2 separate regions of the Gossypium hirsutum genome follow, and region 1 is linked to region 2. A link is a contact called in public Hi-C data. All regions are on one chromosome and are shown on one strand. Each heading gives the region's core, a stretch centred on a gene start, on an enhancer-like site or on the middle of the called end of the contact. The rest is flanking DNA. Distances are from core to core; before and after follow the strand shown. Region 1 has its middle 7.7 kb from the start of LOC107961851. Region 2 has its middle 12 kb from the start of LOC107963405.

What was found. A called contact is a pair of places that touch in the nucleus more often than the background predicts.
Region 1: a Hi-C map of leaf shows a contact between it and region 2, with 1.9 times the contacts expected there. The contact joins two enhancer-like sites. A contact is called at or near these places in 2 of 34 Hi-C or Micro-C datasets (both in leaf).

What each region holds. Positions count from the first base shown.
Region 1 is chrA06:112,000,973-112,005,119 of Gossypium_hirsutum_v2.1, forward strand. It overlaps the pseudogene LOC107961852. Among protein-coding and RNA genes, the nearest start is that of LOC107961851, 7.7 kb to the right of the region's middle. Within about 2 kb of position 2,034, at least 4 of the 9 cell types and tissues checked have an H3K27ac peak or open chromatin away from gene starts, as enhancers often do. A contact at or near this core is called in leaf, where this site is marked.
Region 2 is chrA06:111,843,490-111,847,416 of Gossypium_hirsutum_v2.1, forward strand. No RefSeq gene overlaps it. Among protein-coding and RNA genes, the nearest start is that of LOC107963405, 12 kb to the right of the region's middle. Within about 2 kb of position 1,917, at least 5 of the 9 cell types and tissues checked have an H3K27ac peak or open chromatin away from gene starts, as enhancers often do. A contact at or near this core is called in leaf, where this site is marked.

The DNA of each region.
Region 1 (4,147 bases), core at 784-3,283, 160 kb after region 2:
ATAAAAAACTATAGTCAGAAACACGAGGACGTAAACCATGTATTGTCGAACTATCCTTACGAAAAACTTGATAGTCAGATTGGTCCATATTAGTTGACGAGGTTCGGGAGCGTCTGTTACTGTCCATTTATCTACCATTTGAGCATGCAGGCTTTGAGCAGCCAAGGCTGCAGTTACCCTGTCGGTAAAGAAAACTAAAGCAGCTCCGAGCTGCTTTTCTCGGAGGGTCACCTTTTGTTCAGCTTCCAATTTTTGTGTCATTTTTTGATCTTTTCATTGTAGTACTCAATGCTGTCTACCTGTTTACCACAGAGACCAAGGAAGCCGGTTTTGTTGGTCGGTCTCTTCCCTTCCGAATTGCCTTTCCTTCTCGACTCTTCGTATATTTCTTCAGTTCGTGCAAGCTTCTTTCTGTATCCTTCCAATTCTGCCCAGATTTTGTCAACCTAACAAGGCAAGATGACATATGGAATCAATGAACATATATATGTGACCAATATATACCATCAATCAATGGAACTTTAAATTACCTTTCTGTTGTTGGTTAACACCAGTGATCTGTAGAATGTATCAGGATAGATAGATTTAAAATACGAATCAACCTGCTCCTTACTAGTTTGACCTGGAGTGACATCAGGCAAGTCTCTAACAAGAACAGCAAATTGCTCAGGTTTCACTTCAGGAGACATTAAAGCATTAGCTCTTAGTGCAGAAACATGTTTATAAGCCTTCCACGAAAGGACATAGGTGACAAGAGAGACCCAGTATACAGCTATCAGAAATGCCCACAACCTTGGACTCCTCTCCTGTACGGATCAAAATGAAGCTTATCAGTAATACGAGAAGGGGGGTTATTTCCAGGTGATGAGAATGTTATAGCGTACTTCAATATTCGCCATTGACAATTTGTCTAGGTCATTGAAAGTCCCCTTGCTAGTAGTGCTCTTTGCGTTTTTCTTTACTTCATCATCAGTTGAAGCAGTGGGTAGAAGAACTAGAAGCAGTACCACGCCAGACAAAACCAATATTCCCAGTACTGCCATATTCAAATCATTAAAATATATTTTAAAAACTCAAAAAAAAAAGAAGGAAAAATCCAAATTTAGAAGCAAATCACCTCAAAAAAACAACAAACCGACAGAAATTCTAACCTTAATTTAAAACCAAAACAAGAAAAGAGAACTAAACGTCATGAGAAAAACAGAAACAGATCTCAAAAAACAAAAAAGGAGGAGGAGAAGAAAACCAGTGCCCAAGAAGACAAAGTAGACAGCAGTGTCAATCCCGGACATGTTTATAATATCTTGTTCAGTAGAAGATAAGGCTTCTCTTATCCAAGCCAAAGGGTTTCGTGTCTTTAAACCGCCTTCCCATGGTTCCAAACCTTTCAAGATCCGATTTGGATAATACACCACCGCGTTCCCTCGTTTTGCCGACAGCCAAGTAAAGAGCAGCATCAAAATTATGAAAATCGTAAATGAAGTCCCTAAGGACGTCAAAAAGGAGCTAAATTCCATCTGGATGTGTTTTTTCTGGTTGCCTAAAACCTATACAAACAGCTTCTTTCCTTGATTAATCTTATGCTTTCTCTCTGTTTCTTTCACTCTTTCTATGTGAAGAGGGATGTAGAGTGTAACCGTTAAAATGGTTATAATGAGACAAATAAAAAAGAAGAAATTATTTATAGCAAAAGAAAGTAATTTGACAATGATTGATTGACTAAGGATGGGATTAGCAGTGTTTTTTTGAGAATTTTTTTATTTATAAATGCTAATCAATTTTTATATGATATAATTGGTTATATACCTGATTCGGAAAATGTTATAAGATGGAAGTGAGGTAATTATTTTAAGGGGGAAAAATAAAAGCAAAAAGCCTTGTTTTGTTTTGTCCTTTCGCATCAGAAATAGAGTGAATATTGGCCCCTCAACCATTTGTGACTCACAAATTCCCACCTCACTCCAAATATGGTCCCAATTGTTATATGTTATTATCCATCTTCCGACACGTGTCACTTGCTTAAAGTAGTATCAGCAACATCATCGACTCCCCACACTACTTTCTTTATCGACTTCAAACAACACGTGGCTGGATAGCTGCAGTACCGACAATCGTGGCTCCTACAAACACGGAATTGTGGGGCCCCAACTTTTGACTTTTCTTTCTTTTATGACACTTGTTTAACTTACCAAAAATTGATTAATTTTTCAAATATATATATTTTTAGTATTTAGAAATTTCTTTGAAGATTGTTTAAAATGCTTGTAATTATAAAATTTTGGGTTTATTTCATAATCAAAACCATGACATTTCTTTTTAAATTTTAATACATCACTTTTAATAAAGGAAATAAAGAATCCAAAGGACTATTTTAGTACATATGCACTAAAGTTTATAGTAAAAGTGCTAAAACAAATAATATAAATATTTCTTCTGATACATATGAAAGTAACATTTTCATGATCTGCTTATATGTACTCAACTAAATAATTAGTTTAATAAAATTTCATCTATCATTAATATCTTTTATACATTATTTTTAATAATGTTTGCATACAAAGTGAAATCAAAGTAAATATTAGCTTATTAATTATTTAATGTTCAACTAATAATAAGTTTCATTATATTGTTAGATTATAATATAAAAAATTAGCTTATATTAAAAGATAATCTAAACAATTCCTTAATCTAATCAAAATTCAACAAGTCCATTAAAATATTAATATGTCATCTATGAAGTCTAAACATGGATGTATTGATGTATTCACTTGTGAATCCTAAATACGTTTATGGATGTATTCACTTGTGACATTCATAGTGCGGCTTGTCTCAATCTTATGTAAATGACGAACTATATGTGTGTGGCTCGTATACTTTGATGTATTGATAGCCTGTACTCAATTGGTAATAGAGCCAAAAACTAGTACTTTGAATATACATCTTCTGCATAACATAACTTCACTTACAATAGTGGAATTCATAACTCAATAAAAGATAAATTATTTCCTCTCATTGGCATTACATGATAGATGAAAAGTAACATGGCAACGTGACATTTTTCTTTAGATGAATGATTTAAATACTATTTGTTAGTAATTGACTTTTCATGAATGAAAATGTAATGGTTACCATAGGATAAAATAGGATCATATCGGGAGAACTAATTTATCCCAAAAAGATTAAAGATATCCTATGGGGGTAACACACATATCACAAAGTCATTGTTCATCCAATTGATTAAGTAGCTTTCGTAATTGTATATAATAGTGTGACTTACCTCAATCCTGAGTAAGTGACTAACTTGTGTGCTATCTCGTATATAATAGAGTTGAAAATTGATACATTGGGTATATGACTTTTGCATGGCATAGCTTCACTTATGATATTGGAATTCATAGCTTAGTAAAGGGCAAATGGTAACCTCTTATAGGCATTACTTGATAGATGGGCAAGTAACATGATCATGAGTCATTTTTCTAGCACGAATGATTTAATTACTATTTGTTAGTAACTAACGTTTTCATAAAGGAAGATGTAATGGTTACCATGAGATAAATAAGATAATATTGGGTGAATAAATTTAACCCAAAGAGATTAAGGATATCTTATAAGTAACACACATATGACAAGGTCATTAACAAGTAGTTAATTATATGCTTTTGTTCTGGTATATAATAGGGAGAGCTCAGTCATGATACTTTAGTGGAATGACTTCATGACTAAATAAATTTGTAGCTAATAGACAAAAAGTCAAAACTTAATTACAAATTATTTGATCCTTAATTATATATGTTCAATTGTTCCCTTCACTAGCTCGGTATAACCGTGATGGTTTGCATTAATTGACGATATGGAAAATGTGAAACAACGAACTGAAGAAATAGATTGTGTGTATCATTATCTGCAGTGAATGCGTTTTCTCACTATAAATGAGAGATGATTTAAGAATTAAATTAATTTTTTTGAATTATTATTTAATATTTGTTAATTAAAGAATTGAAGTTGAAAGTGAAAATTAAATTAATAAATCCATCGTAGTTTCATGATAACAAGTTAATTAAATTAATTTACTTATAAATTGTAAATGGTAAAAATTTTATGATTTTAAGGGAATTGAAATTGTGTTGAAAAAATAATTAATTTTTTT
Region 2 (3,927 bases), core at 667-3,166:
ATTATTCTATGTGTTAATTATTTAGAGAAATGACATGAGTAATTGTAAATGAAAAGTTCTATGTGCATGAATGATTGGATTTTGAATTAAATTTCATGCATGTTTATAATAATGGTTACAAAAGAAAAAAATTGCTAGTTTTTTAGTCATATTTTTATGTTTGAGATGTGACTTTTATTGATATATTTAATTTAGGCTTGTTTCTATACATGACCTAGCCAATTATTTTTAGTAGTTAACTGATTATGTAAAACTCTTGTTAAAAGAGCTTTAAAAGTATTTTGAATTGATCTCATATATCATTATGGCTAAACAAAATAACGAGTTATTCGTTCCACCAGTTTTGCTCTATTCCCTAAAGTGAATGTAGCAATTCATAACAATTATGAAAATTTAACTTACTGTCAGACAAATAGATAAAAAGAAGATGGATGATTCAAAATATTGTCAAATGTTTATTCTTAGTACAAAATGTTCAATTATTTATATTAATTTATCATTCCTTGAAGCAGATGATATCTATATAATCTTATTGGTAAGAAATATGATATATGCTTACATTATTGTCTGAATTATTTTTTGCACATTCCTTGAAGTGAATGCCTATAATAAATATAATAACTTTTTATTAGGTATTTGAAGATTTTGACATATTCCCTTAAATGAATATTACATATAATTATTTGAAAATTAATTGCACTCTATAAATCAAATACATTTATAAAATTAAAATTTTGTGTAATATAAGTGATATACTTACTATTATAATAATTACACTTTTTACTAAATTTTCTTTCATGTCTGGACGCACTTTTAATAGGAATATATTCTAAAAGAGGGGTTCATACTGTATTTTCAATTATAAATATTAATCTATGAATGCTATTTGGATCACTCCTAGCAGTCAGTCGTATGCATTAAAAGAATTAAATAATGTCGAAGTAGAAGGTGCAATTCCAAGTTGAAGATTGGGAGGTGTGATTACTCAAAGTAATTAGAAGCTTGATAGAAATCTATTTTTATAAAAGTAAAGATAGATTATTATATCCAAAATAGCGTTGTTGGATCGAACCAGTTATCTTTCTTTTCAAAAATTGCATTTTTTATTACGAGAGAAGAGTGGTCCAATCCATAGCTATTTAATCCCAAATCCTTTTCCCTCAAAAACTTCGGATATATTTATCATAATATTTATTATTTTTTTTTGGTAAATTAATCTTTATATGTTCGATTAAAAAATAAGTTAATTATTTTATTAAAAATTTTATCCATTTCTGCTGATAAAAATTGGTACATATACGTCAAAATGAGGTATACGTAACACATCACATGTAATTCTCTAGTTAATAATAGAAGTAGATAAAACTTTTAACAAAAATATCTAATTTGCTCTTTAATCTAATATGTATGAATTAATTTACTCATTTTTTGTAAAGAGGTAAAATTATTTATGACAAATTTAATTGCTAAAAATAAATTATAAACCCAAATTCAAGAAGATAACATTTTTATGTGCTAATAAATTATATATCTTTTAATTAGGCAAAACTAAAAGCAACCTAAAAGCACTTGTGACAGATGCAGCAGGATCATTAAGCCTAAACATAGATAAACTATCAAACTTTAATCCCGATGCCATGGAATACAACAAAAACCTCAGATTTTGAGGTGTTGTGCTCACAAAACCCTAGAAGAGAACATGGAAATGTGCAAATCTATTTGATTATTGTATGAAACTCTATATAAAGTGCTTCCAAGATTTAGGCCATTGTATGCATATCTATGTGTATTTAACTGCTCTTACTTTATAATACAGGAAAAAAGATTCGATAGGTGGTAGTGAAGGGCAGAGAGAGATAGAGACACGTGCTGTGAGGCATATAGGACAACCTACAAATCCTTTTCCCAATGAAGAAATTTGTAATACAGAAAGATTGAAGGGGCAGGGGCAGACAAAGCCATCAACTTCTGGTTGTCACACCTCCCTTATTTCCCATGGAAGCTACCACCTAACCTTCATTATATGCCCATTTCTTTGTATATTTGGAAGCTTTATAGGTAGAAATTTGAATATATGGTAATTAATAACAGTGGCTTATGCATTTGTAAACAGGAATGATATGCAAATGGGTGATGCATCATCTTTTGAACAAAAAAAAAAACTGTGATAAACTCATGTGTGGAACAAACATAAGGCATCTGGAAAACCCTATCTTGTAAGCAACAATAAGCTATATTATCCACACAAGTGGGACCAAAAGTAATGAAAAAACTTGCTTTGCTTATTAATTAATAGAAATTTGTAAAAAGAAAAAGAGGTTATTAAATTAAGTGTGATATAATAATGGTTTTATTTACAACCACCACAACACCTTCCTTAATCAAATAAATTAGATTCAACACATCTAGCTAATATACAAAGCAAAACCATGTGACCCTATCCATAATCAAAAGTGTGTTAAAAAGGTGTGTGGTCCTTCCCTTCCGTTAGGGCTTTGTCTATATATCATTGTTTGTCAACCATAGAAACCACCCAAAGCTAAAGACAAAAGGATGCCCCTCTTCCCTCGACTGATTCCTCCAACCTGGCCATTACATAACCTTCATATATAATTAATTATAATTCATTGAAAGCTAAGCACATGCCAGGCGGCTTACTGTTCTCATACAAATAACTAAACACAAGAAATTAAAAGATTTACCCTTTCAATTTTAGTGACAAAAACTGCTTGTTTGCTTAGATAAAGGACACTTTACTTGTCGACAAGCCAAGCATGCATGCTTGTTTTGAACCATCAATGTCCTAGTTTCTACCCGGAAAATTAAATAAATGCTCTAACTGTTCTTGCCTCAATCACTACTTTAACAAGTATTATTAGCCTACTCACTTGCAAAAAAGGAAAAACAAAATTCCCTCTTTAGCCTTTACCCCTTTATATATAGGATTCCACGTCAGTTAATGTCATGATTTAGACCGTGGTGTGTTCTGTCATCAAAACTTTTGATTGATTTAATGAAAATTAGGTAATTGAATTATATAACTTTACCAAAACACATAAACCATAAGTTAATTAGGGTAAGGATGAATAATCGTCAGTAATTTTTGTACTCTCAAAGAGACTTAACTGGGTTGACCAGTTCCTTTTATTCAGATTATTGAGCAGTAGAAAGATTAACCTATTCTAATATGAGTTTTAACTGTTATTCTAACTTGTTTTAAGGTCCCACTAGTCCCTATTCCTTAATTAATTTATACGTGCTAGTCATATTATTGAGGGGCAAGAAGTCAGTGTCAATAGCTGTAAGGACGGACGAAAAACCTCCATTAGGTAATCCTCTCTGTGAAACAGCACAAGAAGAAGGAGAAAGTTGCATTAAAATTTATATATATAGATCGCAGAGGCGCGTCACGAGTGATTTGGTACCTTAAAACATGCATGTCTCATGTACCTTCCTTTGCCAAATCTATAGCTTCTTTCTGTCTTCCCTAGTTTCCTTCCTAGTGAAGGCGCCGAAACCCCTTGATGTTTTTCAGGCATGTTGGTTTGAGAGGTTGAAGCTGCCAGCATGATCTGGTAATGAATCTAGACATCACGCTTTTCTTTTCCTTCTTTATGTAACATTCTTTAACCAGTCTTGATATAGATGTAGTGTGTAGCGGAGGTGAGAGATACCCGCAGTTAAGTAGATTGTATAGGACCAGTTTGGATCAAAATTCTCGAGTGGAAGAGGAATTATTTATGTGCTGAAAGCATTTTGAGGATAGGGGTATTGTCATTAATTTGGAATTAATTTAGATGTCTTAAGTAAAGAACCCTGCTTGGACTTAGCTTCATAGATATGGTTCAGCATCAGGTCATCTTGCAGCTTCAATCACTCAATCCCCAACAAAAATAACTTTCCAGCTACTTAAGGATACTTCAGATT